Regions from separate parts of the Anas platyrhynchos genome. Here region 1 is linked to region 2. A link is a contact called in public Hi-C data. All regions are on one chromosome and are shown on one strand. The core of a region is the stretch at or near the end of the contact, and the rest is flanking DNA. Distances in the headings are between cores, read along the strand shown.

Evidence for each region. Hi-C and Micro-C count contacts between places; a contact is called where the count stands out from the background.
Region 1: a contact with region 2 is called in a Hi-C map of subcutaneous adipose tissue, with 2.2 times the contacts expected there. The contact joins the promoter of RBKS here to the enhancer-like site in region 2. A contact is called at or near these places in 2 of 8 Hi-C or Micro-C datasets (F5 follicle and subcutaneous adipose tissue).

The regions. Positions count from the first base shown.
Region 1 is chr3:38,312,791-38,319,382 of IASCAAS_PekinDuck_T2T, reverse strand. It overlaps RBKS (ribokinase), which reads left to right and starts at 4,848. Exons shown (of 9, transcript XM_027454053.3): 1 at 4,848-5,100. The coding sequence starts at 5,048. It overlaps BABAM2 (BRISC and BRCA1 A complex member 2), which reads right to left and starts at 4,873. Exons shown (of 12, transcript XM_038176415.2): 1 at 4,742-4,873; 2 at 2,200-2,359. The coding sequence starts at 2,327.
Region 2 is chr3:38,218,126-38,224,797 of IASCAAS_PekinDuck_T2T, reverse strand. No RefSeq gene overlaps it. Among named protein-coding and RNA genes, the nearest start is that of TRNASTOP-UCA, 4.7 kb to the right of the region's middle. Within about 2 kb of position 4,502, at least 4 of the 8 cell types and tissues checked have an H3K27ac peak or open chromatin away from gene starts, as enhancers often do. A contact at or near this core is called in subcutaneous adipose tissue, where this site is marked.

The DNA of each region.
Region 1 (6,592 bases), core at 3,599-6,098, 94 kb before region 2:
GCTCCTACACCAAAGGTTAAAGACCACTGAAGTAGATATTGAGTTATGCATGGGACTTCTCCAATTCTGTGATGCACCCATGTTACGTTCTGTAAGTAATTTTATACTGCTCACATGCTAAGTGACATCATTAAGGAATAAATCACACGGAACTTCCACAGTGATACATAAATTCAGAACATTCTACTACAAATAAGTCATAATTTGTGACAAATAAAGACCTGTCCTAAAACTGCACATACGCAGAATTTTACATTTAAAAGAAATTTCAATTAATTGTTTGCTAACGAACCATGCTTCAGAATAGCAGTTTAGATAAACTTAGTTGCACAAGAAATAACACCTTAAAAATATTCTCACATAAATGTAAAATCTTGATTATGCTAACTTCAGCTCTTAGCAACATCAAGCTATACAGAAACCTCAATGTAAAAATGAGGTGTATTTCTGTGTTCCAGAAAAAGAAAAAAAATATTTCTAGCACTTGCATATAGCAGAGCCCATGCCTTTAAACAAGATATGGGACAAATCTATCTCAGGGGCTGTATTTGTGCTCTACATTCCATATTCAATACAGTTACTATAGAATTTGAATTACTGGGTTTGGCTGACAGGCATTGCTGGGGGCAGGTTTTTAGTTTAACTTAAAGAATAAACCCTTGGAAAACGTTCAACAGTTAGCAAAGCAAACTCAAGATCACCTCAGTAAGATCACTGGCTGAAAACTTCAGACACTTACTAAAAACCTCTGAAAAGTTAGCTAGAAAACACTGCTTTATTTTTATCTATTATTTTAAAGGCAACATAAGCAGTCAGTGGGTGCTGAGCAAAACCCTTATCTATGTCATGACAAGCTGATGCCTTCATTACCAGATTACAGCCGTGCTTTCTCTCTGGTTTTGTTGGTTTGTTTTTTTTTGTATTCCTTTTTCACAGATTCAATAGGAGCAATGTAAGAGAGCTCCCATCTCAGCCTTCTGAAATCAGTTCAAGAGAAAGCAAGGCCGAGTGTGAAGCAAGAGCTACGGACGCAAAACTGCTCAGGCTGCCTTGCATAATTTGCAAGCCTAAATGCCAAACCAGACAACACAAAAAGTCAGAGCTTCTTAGACCTCCAAGCAAACCTGCACTCTGTCACAGCACGCTCAAGAAGAGGGAATGATTCTTTTCACACTAACCATAGAACTCAGACCTCCTTCCTGAAAAGGCATTGGAGCTACTGGAAAAGCACTTCCCAGACTGCCCATGGAACCCTAACAAGGCAGACTACAGAAGCACATTAAGCTGTTTCACTAGAACTAAATTCTAAACAATAGTGATTTACGGTGGTTCTCAAGATCTATTGGACTAAGCTATCGTTCAAAGTGATACACAAACGGCTAGATTGCATCAAAGTGGTGATTTAGACACCTCACAAAGCTGAAATAAGCTCAGGCTTTGTACTCCAGTCTCAAGGAAGTACCTCAGTCAGTGATGTGGTTAGATGCCCAGCTCTGGAAGAATAAAGCAATTTCTGATACCTCTCATCTGAACAATTACCAGCCACCTCGAGAGTCTCCCCTCTCTGCACAACATCCAAAGTAAAGTCTACATTTAACATTTCACTTCCCCATGTATTACTCACAGAGGTTACACATCAGAGTCCCTTCCCACATGTGGGCCCCAAGCTTCATCATCTTCTGAGACCCACCATGCATCCTTCTAGAATTAAAGCTAAAAATAGTAGCTTGGCCTATTTCAAACCCTACAGCCACTTGATGTACTGATCTCAACGAAGGTCAGATAAAGGTGGTTTTTTGTTGTTGTTGTTTTCTTATTTACCATATTCATGACCGTGGTAAGGTCATAAAAATTTATCTTTGAGATTTTAATTTACAGGAAAGATTGAGTAAGCAAGTGATAAACAAAAGGAAAAAGTGTTTATAACTATCTTGCTGCTGAAAACCAGCACTATCAAGTGGCAGTGATGGAAGTGTCTTAACAAGATTATTATTGCCAACAATATGACAAATTAAATTCCACAAAATACAAAATAGTAATGAGAAAAAAAAAAAAAAGCAATCCAGATAGTATATCACTTCCAGATATATTGGAAGTGTTTAAATACTTGTTGACCTAATAAAAATGAGTCCTGAAAAGACATCTGAACTGTTATTAGGGGTTGGATGTTCTTTTTGGATAGGGAACTCAAACACTTACCCAGATTTCAAGTCTGTAATGCGTAAACAATTAGTAGCATCCAAGCCCACTTTCCCATTTCTGACCACACTGGAAATGAAGGGTGAAAGAGCCGGAGAAATTCTGTTCAAGGCAACCTCAGGTGACATTTTAGGGCGTTCCTCTTTCCTCTTGTCTTGAGCTGTATAGGAATAAGGGAGAAAAAAGTTACTGATTGCTATGGGACCAAGGGCTTCACGCTCTCTCCATATTCTCATTTGTAACATCGAATACAACTACGATGAGTAGAACCATAATCAGTATTAATTCTACAGTACTCCACTAGGTTGCTACTTACAGCATTTCAGGTTTCCTTCAAAGGCTTGCACTACCTTTCTTTCAGTGATATCACCACGCTCTGGAAGGCATCCTCAGGCACAAAACTCATCAAGAGACCCATATATACGAATTTTAAGCACAGCTTTTTCAGAGGCGCTTGCAAGTGCATGGCCTTGTGCTAAATCACTTGGGCCACTAACCACACTTTAAGAACCTGCTGCTTTTTAGATGAAATGCAGACACTGAGCACGCTGATAATTTAATCCAGTCCCATGCAAAAAGGCTAGACACTGTGGACTACAACAGACTGTGGCAGGCAAAGTTGAAGAAGAAAAGGGTAAGCAACCTATCAAAATGCAAATTTAATACACTTGATCAAGTTCTTGGGCACAAAGGTCCATCTGAAAATTAACTGAACTTTGCAGTTTTACAAAAACACAACCATAACCACAAACAACTGAGTGTAATGTCACAATGACAGTGAGAAGTTGGGCAGAAGACCCGATACTCAGACTCTGACTGTTAATGGATTTTTTTTAAACCCATTCAATTGAAAAACAGCCCTCCAGACTGTATTTACTTCCTTACAAAATTAGAGACATGACCCACTAGTGGGTGGCACCCATGCCCATAGCAGGGAGTTGGAACTAGATGACCTTTAAGGTCTCTTCCACCCCAAACTATTCTGTGATTCTATTCTATGATTTGACAACCTCTTAATTACTCATCTGCATTCATAAATAACACTGCATATGGAGTGCTGTACTCACAATACTTCTCTGTTGTTTCTAATGCTCCATTTACAAGCATTAGTTGGTAACTAGTGGATATTTTTTTGCAAACTGATCATTCCTTTTAACTGGCAGCAACATTAAACATTTGAGTTATGTGTTTTGTTCTTATGAAAGCCATTCACACCGAAGTATGAATGAACGCTCAACAAAGAGGAATTCTGAATAAAGCAAAGGCCAGGCTCTTTCAGCACAAAAATAACAAGAATTTCCTAAAAATAATAATTGCCTTTAATATGCTGTATTTTACATTTTATGGCAGCTAAAGAAGCTGAAGAGTGAACATCCACGTACTAATGTACAACTAGCTCTCTTCACATACATGATTTACCCTGACAATAGGTAAAAACTGAAGCTTGCCTGGCAAACATCTATGGCAATTCAAGACATTACTTCATGGTTGTTATTCCTCTGCCCCAAACGACTGCCTACTCACCTTTATCCTTACCTAGGGAAGCTGAGAACACAAGTCCAGACTTGACCTATTTCAATGCAAAGTCCAACAGCTTAGCTCGAACAGGTAATGAGCTTAAACTAAAACGCTAGATTTTGTGCAAGGCTGGCTAAAACTGGGCACGTTTTGTTCCATCAGCTCTAGTGTAGGGAGAGTAACTTCAGGCAGAGGGGCCAGCTGGACTGCTGAAGGTTTTGGAGGCCATGAAAAGCGTGCTGAAAGACAAGCTATCTTCCTAGCGTTTTATGCACAAAGGTCTCACGGGTGGTTCTGCTTATGTGACACGTTTTGAGGGAACTGTGGATGTTATGAGGGTAAGGCCATGACACGAAGAGAAACGTGGGGAAAAGAGACACCTTCCAGAATGAATTACAGGATGAGGTTCTTTATCTTCCCATTAACAAAACCTGCAGATACCATCAAAACAAGCTGCCAGTGTCACCTGGCTTTATTGCACCGTTTCTCCAGATCTGTAATATCTCCTATGTAAGGAGCCCGTTAACACCCAGCACTCACAGGCTCGCTCGGCGTTCACCTCACGCGTTTATTGAGCAAACAGCGGGCTTTACACCCCACCACACCACTCCACAACTCCTGCAAGGCTCAGCCCCCACGCACACCATTCCCCCCCACCCCCACCCCCCCTGCAGCGCTATGGGGGCGAGCGTAGACACCAAACAAACCTAGAAAGATAAAAATAAAACATTAAATAAATAAATAAATAAGTTAAATCTCTCCAGGCTGCTCCCCTCCCAGAACCCGGCACGGGGCAGCCCCATCCCGCTGCGGGTGAAGCCCTGCGGCCTGCCCTGCCCTGCCTCGCCTCACAGCAGGCCGGGGGCGCCCCTCTCAGCCTCCCCACCGCCCCCTGGGGGCTTTTACCCCCCGGAGGGGCACGACACGGACACGAGCCCGATGCCGGGTCCACCCCCCTTCGCTTCCCCGGGGGCCGTCGGAGGCGCTGCGGGCCGCCCGCTCCCCCCCCCGGCCCCGCCATTACCTACGGCCCCTTAGCAACGGCCGCGCCCGGCGTGCGCGCCCCCGCGCCCGCCCCGCCGCCCAGGCGTGCGCGCCCCCGCCGCCGCCACCGCCACCCGCCCCCCGCAACCGGGCCGGAGGGGGCCTCGCCGCCGAGCCGCCGCCGCGCTGCCGGGCTGGGGTTTGCCCGCCGCCAGCAGGCGTTCGCGCAGGGCAGCCCCGCTGGGGGAAGGCCCCCCCGGCGTTGCTATGGTGACGGGGGAAGCGCGGCGCGGCCTGCTGAGGCCTTGGGGACAGGGGCAAGGGGCAAGGGGCAGGGCCCGGCCCCATGGCTGCCCCCGTGGTGGTGGTGGTGGGATCCTGCGTCACCGACCTCGTCAGGTCAGTACCCGCCGCAGGGACGCGCCGCGGGATCGGGTTGGGGGAGAAGGGGACGCCCGGCCTCGGTGCTGCGCGGCCGGGGGGCTGCGAGGCGGGAGGGAGGCGGGAGGCAGGAGGAAGGAGGCGGGCCCTCAGCCCAGCTCGCCAGGCCGAAGGTTTGTGGAGGTAAACGAAGGGGCTCGGCTGGGGCAGCTCGGCTCCAAGCGTTTGAGGCCGCCAGGAAAGCGAGGAAGGAGGCTTCGTGTCGGAAAACAAACTTCCCGTGAAAAACAACAAACAAACAAAACAAGCAAACAAAAAAAAAAAAGGCAGGCCAGAAGTTGATTATTTACAGGCTTCGTTTCATGGGACGGCGAGAAAAAAAGGCCGCCGAGCTGCTCGTAGCCATTCAGACCAAGAAACAGAAGTGAGCCCTCAGGAAACCAAGCACCTCTGCTTTCTGAACTGATTTATTTATTTATTTATTTATTTATTTATTTATTTATTTCAAGGAACGTCCTCGTGCCTTTTGATTCATCCTCTGGGCATTTTGCTCTGACAACGAGGCCCGAGTGCCTCCTCCTTATTCTTTTTTAGCTCATAGGTAAGGTTTAGAAACTTTGTAAAAAATAAAGTTTTGGTTCGAGCAACCTGGGTTTCATAACGAATACTGAATATCGGAAGAATTCAAACAGAACTGTGAGACTTGGCAATGGTGCAAATGCTAACCTAAACGGCCTGACCTTGTCAGCCCCAGTAAACTTGCAAACCAGTTCTTTATTTGCACTACATTAAACACATCTGGTTTCAAACTACGTACGCAGACTTGGTTAACATAGGATTTAAAAGTGTATGTGTCTGGGCTGCATCAGCTCGCTCTGCTGGGAATTCTGCAGTAAAAAAAAAAAAATAAATCAATTCCTCAATGTGAATCAGCAGACAATCAAAGCCTGTGGGTCAAGAAAGTGTAGAAGACATGATCAGAAGGTTATGCTGGGAGTAAGTGCAATGCAGTCATAGACGTGCACTGTAAAAACACTTTAAAAATCATAGAACCTATGTCAGAAAGATGTAATGCTTTATGTTATCTGCAGCACGCACTGGCGGTTTTCCAAGAGGAATAGTTGTGTTGTAAGTCAGAGAAAGATATTGGAGAACTGATCTTGACGTTACGTGTGTGTGAGTGATCAGATGCTTGTGACGTTACGTTGAAACACAAGGCATGGTGCGCTACTCTCAAGAAATTCCTTTTCCTTTCTCTCTACAATATGGAAAAAGACTTCAAAAATTGCCTACAGCTTTAAGCACTACTGACAACCGTGCGCCTGAGTTTTTTCTTGACAGTTAAACAAAACAAAACAAACAAGGCCAACAAATGGAAAGCTCCCGTGTGTTTTTTTTTAGCTTCAAGTTTGCTGTGATGGAAATGCAGGCACTTATCTGAAGGCTCATTAACTGGCTGTACTATAACTAGAGATTAAACCGTGGGTTGTAGCCATAGATGCTGTAACAC
Region 2 (6,672 bases), core at 3,253-5,752:
TGTCAGAGAACCAGATCTCTTGTAACAACCTGAGCTGTGAACATAGGTACGGCGATATGTTTTTTATGCCAGGGTTATTTACCCAAATTGGGTCCTGTTGGGGTCAGAGGTGAGCATGGTGTGCCTCTTGGACGAGGTGTGGTGACAGCCAGAAAGCCCTGGGGTATCAGCACCCGCAGGTGCTGCAGATCCCGGCGGGTTTGGGGTTTTGCCTGGGCTGCGTGGCCAGTGGCAGGAGGAGCGAGAGCGGCCCCGCTGCCCCCACTGCCCGAGGTGTCGGCTGCCCACAGCCCAGGCTGTGTTGCCATGGAGACCTTGCCCTGATGGCCCGCGATTTCTGATCGCTTCAGTGAAAATAATTTGATGCAATCAGCGCAGACACGGGCTTGGCTCTTACCACACGCCCGCACAGCTACGCACGCTCCTGCAACCATCTTCTTTGTGCCATGATTTCAGCAAGCGAGCGGGTGAGTTGGCTTGCAAGGCACAGCGTGGCACGTCAGCCGGCGGGGATGGTTACAAACATGGCTTTCTCTGGCTCGGATTAACAAGACCTCCTCCTGCTGCTTGGAACAATGCGTTGTTACCACAACACGACATCTAGTTAGGCAAAGAAAGCCACGCTCCATCCACCCAAACTTTAAAGCTTTCCCCTCCCCTTCACCACCAGACTTTTCTCGTCAGGTTCGAATTATTTGCCAATGAGCGGTGGAAAAAGCTGGTGCTCTGGTTTGGCCTCTGCTTGTTTGCTGCCCCAACTCACCAGAAGGTGGTTCTGGGACGCTAACATAACAAGGTGCTGGAAAATGGCATTGCCCTGTAGTAAAATTCAGGCAACTTTCTTGGGGAGCTGGGCCCCAGTGGTGTCTGTTTTGTCCTTCTCCACTGCCTGGGCTGATGTAGCTGGGCTGTAATGCTGTCATTTCAGGTTTTGGTGAACTGATTGCTAAATCCCAGAGGCCACAGGCGGCACTAGGGATCCTCAGAGGACGGGCTGGCTGGGCCACCTCTCCGCATCTCAGCCCGCAGGTGAGGTAGGCAGGGAGGGCGGCGAGAGATGCTTGGTGCTTGCTCTTACTACGGCTCCTGAGGGGATCTGCGGCACGTTTGCGAGGGAGCCAGGTAGCGGATGGGTGTTGTGCAGAACTTCAGTCTCCCAGTCTGTCAAGCTTGAAAGTTTTTCCAGCTTTCAATTTTGTCTAGAGTTTCTCTCTTAAGACTCCCCCCTTCTTCAAACAGAGCCTCAACTCTGGCTGGGTCCCAGAGATAGATACCAAATGGTGCTTTTTTCCCTTTCTTTTGCTCTTTCTTCCTTCTCGTGAAGCTGGCAGACTCTCCAAACACACATCCAACCAACGCACAGTGCATTCGAAAACAGGCCATCTGGCTGAGCACTCCTTGAGAATGAGAAGACAAGAAAAACAACCCTCTTGGAGCTGGCAGCCGAAAGGCAGGCAGCCCGTACGGGGACTTGATCTCGTGGTGCAATCCAAGAGCCGTCCAATCCAAGGGCATTGCAAAAAAGCTCTTTCCTAATGAGCAGAGTACGGCTGTCTCCAGAAGCGCTCCAAGTCAACAATTTGAGTGGGATGCTGTAACTCTCCTCGCTGCACATGTGCTCATTAATTAAAGCCACTTTGGAAGATGCCCCTGACACCCCCGCCGGGGCTGCCAGCCTACCCTCCCCGAAATCCTGCTCGCTGCTTTGCAGCCCCCTGCTGGGCAGGGAACTGCAGATCCCCAAGGGAAGGATGGGGCCATCAGCATCCAACTCCTAACCACAAAATGGACCCATTGCATCGCTGATGGGCAGCTGCACAGGGAATACAACGCTGGAAGGAAGTTGCACTCCATTTGCTTTGCTGTCATTTTTTTTTTCCCATCTGAGTTTGGTAACAGCCAGAGTGCTGCAGGCATAAAACTGCTCTGGGAAGGTCAGCAGGCGACAGGAACAGAGTGATCTGAGCAGTATTGCAATCCTTAGCTATTTTTCTGGTGGTTAATGACAAGGTTCGCAGAATTAGGGTGGCTGAGGTGAATGCAGACTTGTTAGTAGCCAAATCCCTCAACAGAAGAGCAGGGAGCACTCACTGAAACCAACAGCACACAGGTTTAAAACAGATTAAAGAAGTTACATGACATTAGGCAGGGAACTTCTGGCAGCTGCTGGCCCAGCAGGTTCCAGAAGCAAACGGTGTCAGCAGGCTCTGAGTGGGATTAGACAAATTCCCAGACAACAGATCTCTAAATGGATGCTACAGGGAATAGGTGGGATGTAAAATCTAGCATCCCACCCCAACAAAGGTGAATGCTGAGGAAATGCAAGGGGAAGAGAGAGGGAAGAGCCCAGGGCTGTTCGCCCTCCCTGGACAGCCTCTCCTTGTGCCCCAGCTGGGAGCAGACTGCTGGGCTGCTCTCACCCAGAGGGGCTGCTCTTTGGTTTTCACTGAGGGACTCAGTCCCTCTGCCAGCCTGGTCTGAAGGTTATATGAACAGACTGCTGCCTCTTTAAATTATTGGAAGGAAGCTAGAATCTGATTTTGGGGGGGAGAGCTGGATTTGTGAAACATGTTTCCATGAATGTCAACAGTCACAAGCCCTGGCTTAATCTGCTTGGTGTCCCAGTAGTTACATTTCACACAGTGACATTTCCATGGCTAGTCACAGCTCTGCATCCCTGGATGGCCATTTCTCATGTTCCTGCTGTGGCTTCCTCCATGCAGTTGTGTTTCCAAGCTCAGGGGCTGACGCTCTTGATATTTTGTCTTTATTAACTCAAAAGTAGAGGTCTGTAAATGAAAAATTGCTTGGTTATGCTGAAAAAAATATTACAGAGGACAGACATAACCAGTGCAGGGCTTTAGGAACCCTGTGTTCCTTGCCACTAAGGTGGCAGAGACATTCACAGCCTCTTCCTTTTATCAACATACAATTGAGTTGTCCCCAGCTGACAAAGATGAGGTACAAAACGGAGATTTTGCATCATTATGTTTTTATACCCACTGCTTTATGAGATTTAACAATGACAGGGAGATGTTCCCAGACTGAAAAGAAAATAACAAACAGGGGCTTGGTGAAGTCAAACATACCCCTTCTTCTGCGGTGACCCAATTCAAACAGCAGTGACTAGTTCAGGGAAGCCTGGAAGTGACAAGTGACGGAGAGCAGAACTAAGTCACAGCGAAGTCCAGCACTTCCAACTCTAAACCATAATGGAGCAAATGTGAAGAGGAACTGAGAAGCTTTAGTGTGAAATAAAAAAAAAAAAAAGGGTGAAGGGGCACAAAAAAAGAGAACGGACCCATGGGACATTGAATCTCCTCCTCTGCTGTCATGATATCCTACAACTGATTGAGATCTGTCTTCAGTTTTTTACTCCCGTTGCTCCTCTTAGGAGGTTATTCTGAACTTCACTCTGCTGCTGTTTTGAAGGCTTCTGCTTCTTTGCAGCCCAAATTTATTTATGACCAGTGTATACTTGTTTTAAGATCTTTCCATTTTTAAACTCTAACCTGTTATTAGCCGCATTTAGTAAAAGTTTAGGGCATAATTCCTTTCCTCCAAATATGTGTGTTCTGTTATGCTAACATTGTCCCTTTCCTTTTTTATTTTTAACTTACAGCAAAGCAGGATAATACACAAAGACAAGATGAAACAAATGTTTCAGGCCTACATTACAATTCAGACAGAAATTTAAATTAGCTGAAGACATCAGAACAAAATGCTTTTTAAGTGCTTCCGTGCTATCAGCTACTCAAGGGATAGTTACAGGTAATATGCCTTTCACTGCCTATTGCTTCCCTTACAGCCTTTGATGTGATCTTATTAAGAGAGATTCCCTTTAGGAATGTGCTCAGAGCACTAAGCCTTGAGAGCTTGGCGTCCCAGAGGCCAGATTCCAAACTTGGTTGAGATATTTGTGAAAATAGGACTGTTGACACACAGAGACTATCGGGATATATCTCAAAGTTGTGCTGTATGTGTCATTTGTGCTTTATATTCCAATAAAAGATTTACATTTCTGAATTAGTTTTTCTTCGGGCCGATTCCAAAATTAGACGTAGAGAATGTCCAAACTAACTTCAGTAAAAAGGATGCCAGTTGGAACACTTTTCTAGTGAAAAAATGGGTTTGAAGAGAACAAATATTTTCATAGAAAGTGTTTGCTTTCTTCCAAACGTGACCCCTTCTCATAAACCCAAAAAGCTTAAAAGCAAACTAGATTTGATTGTTGGCAATTTTGGGATTGTTCCCCTCCCATTCCCTGAGCATTTTCCAATGGAAAATATTCAGGGTTTGGGTTTTTTAGCCCTTTGCTAAAATGTCAACATTTTCCAAAGGGTGAAGGAGGGGAAAAAGAGAAGAAAAGAAAAACATGTTCTGACCAGCTCCAGTCAGAGCCAAATGGCTCAATCCTGGATTTGGTCAGGCAAGTATGCTGGAGGGGAGAAAATGGGAGTGCCTTGGTTCCAAGCACAGTCTGGCTGGGCTGAGGACTGTGCATCACGATCCATTTGTATGAGTCATTCCAGTCGACATTTCACCAGGGGAGTGTGTGTAGTGGCTTTTAAGCACTTCAGGTCAATATGTTAGTTGCAAACGCTGCCTTGCTGCTTACTACGGCCACTCTGGCTCTCTGCGTGCGTGTGGGATGCACACAGGTACATTCTGTTCGAGTTCAGGTTCTCCAATATTTCCATGACGTCTCTAACTCACAGAGACAACAATAACACCTGGCACCTATCCAGACCTGTGAATTCAGCTCTTCATCATTCATAAAAGAGGAGAAAGAAGAAAAAATTGGCCTTCAAAAGCCCCAGCCAGCTATGGAATAGGGAGAAGCACTGGCAGAGCTGACACAGAGGCTGCTAAACATGCGCATGCACCATCCTGCTTCTGGTGGGAAAGGATTGGCTTCATTTCCCCAACGTGCTGCTGATCCCCACCTGCCTGCTCGGTGTCCAGAAAGCCATCCTGCTGCACTTGGGCACCTCCAGATCTGATGAAGGCCAGGGCCATCTTTGCTTCTGCCTCTCCAAGGTGTCTCCCAGAGCTGCAACAGGAGAGCTGGTGTATGGCTGTGTACCCAGATCAGGTCTTTGTCCCCCTCTAGTGACTTGACTGAAAAAGAAGTTTTCTGAGTGCTACTCCCTCCAAGTGAGACTGTCATTACTTCAGGCCAGGATGTTGAATGGTTTCCTTTCCGAAGGCTAGCAGGACATCTAAGCACCACCAGCAGGTCATGTAGTTGTACGCACTACGACATTATCCATTACCAATGTAAACAGTAATTAGGAGCTTGACTTTCTGCTCCAACAGGCTGCGTGTGCCTGCTTCCCTCCCGTGGAGGCTGGCGGTCACAGACTTCAAACGACGTCCCGCGCTCGGCCCTCCAGGAGACCCGGCCAGGTCCACGGTCACCGTGCAAGAGCTCCAGCAGCGGGGCTCCCGTGCCCAAACTCTTGCTGAGTCACAGCCCAGTCACCCATGCGCTTCATGAGTCGCGTCAGCCATCTGTCACCAGCACATCCTCCTCGCCGCTCTGTGACTCCACGGGGAAAACAACAGGAGGCAGATTGCATTCTGCTGAGAAGCCGGGCTCTCGTGCATCGTGCCGCTGAGTAACCCCTGGCTTGCCTCCTAAGCAGCGGTAAAGCCTTTGGCTCCTCTTCGGTTGGCCCTTTGTCAGGGAAGAAAGTGACACTCAGGTTCAAACGCCGAACGCTTTGGCTGACTAATGAGTGACTGCAAACAAAGCAGACTCAGGCAAGACATTGATAGTATTTTGTAAAACCTCCCAGCTACACACAAGTCATCTACACCGGCCTCTACGCCGGCGCTCGCCTCAAACCAGCAGCTAAACACAGGGAGCCCTTCTTCCTATGGCCTCGTCCCTTTCCGTGTCAGCTAAAGGGTGCGAGAACAAGGTCCTGGGGTGCCCCCGTCCCAGTTAACCTCCCTCCCGTGCTCCCTCTCAGTTCTGCCGTGCTGGGGGCACATGTGGGGGCCTCTCCCCGAGGGCAGGCCGCTCGTCGAGCTGTGCTCCTCCATCGCCGACCAGCTGAAGCCCTGCCCAGGTACGTGAGCCAACTGGGGCTTGTGCAAGAAGCTCGGCGCGGGGGGTGTTTGCATACCACGTATTCACACAGGATTTCACAAACCCTGTGCGGCGTGCCGCAGCCTTCACCGCCAGGGCTCCCTGGCCTCCCCTCCTGCGTGTTGGAAAGTCTGTGTTCGCCACGAGCTCCCCTCCAGGACAAGTCACCCACACCAGCAATCTGACCGGCCTAACTTCATCCGAAGGCGATGAAAGAGTGTGGAGTGGCTCTGGCCTTTTTTTGTTGTTGTTCTGGAGGGGAAAAAAAAATGAAAAAAAGAAAAAAAAAAAGTGAACTCAATGCCAGGCACAGCTCCCGGGCTGCGGAGTTCAGATCGCACTCGGAGCACATAATTCCCATTTGTGCTTGTGTGCACGCAGGGCGCGGGTGGGGGCTGGAGGGGGGGTGACTATAAGAATGTAATTGTCATAATTTAATCCAAAACTACTTCTTGGAAGAAAAAAAAAAAATAGGCCAACACAAAACAGCATGTTCAGTTATAAACACCACATGAAAGGGCCGTATTATGTTCTGCTGGGTAACTGGCATCTAACTTTAATGTTCTCAGCTGCCC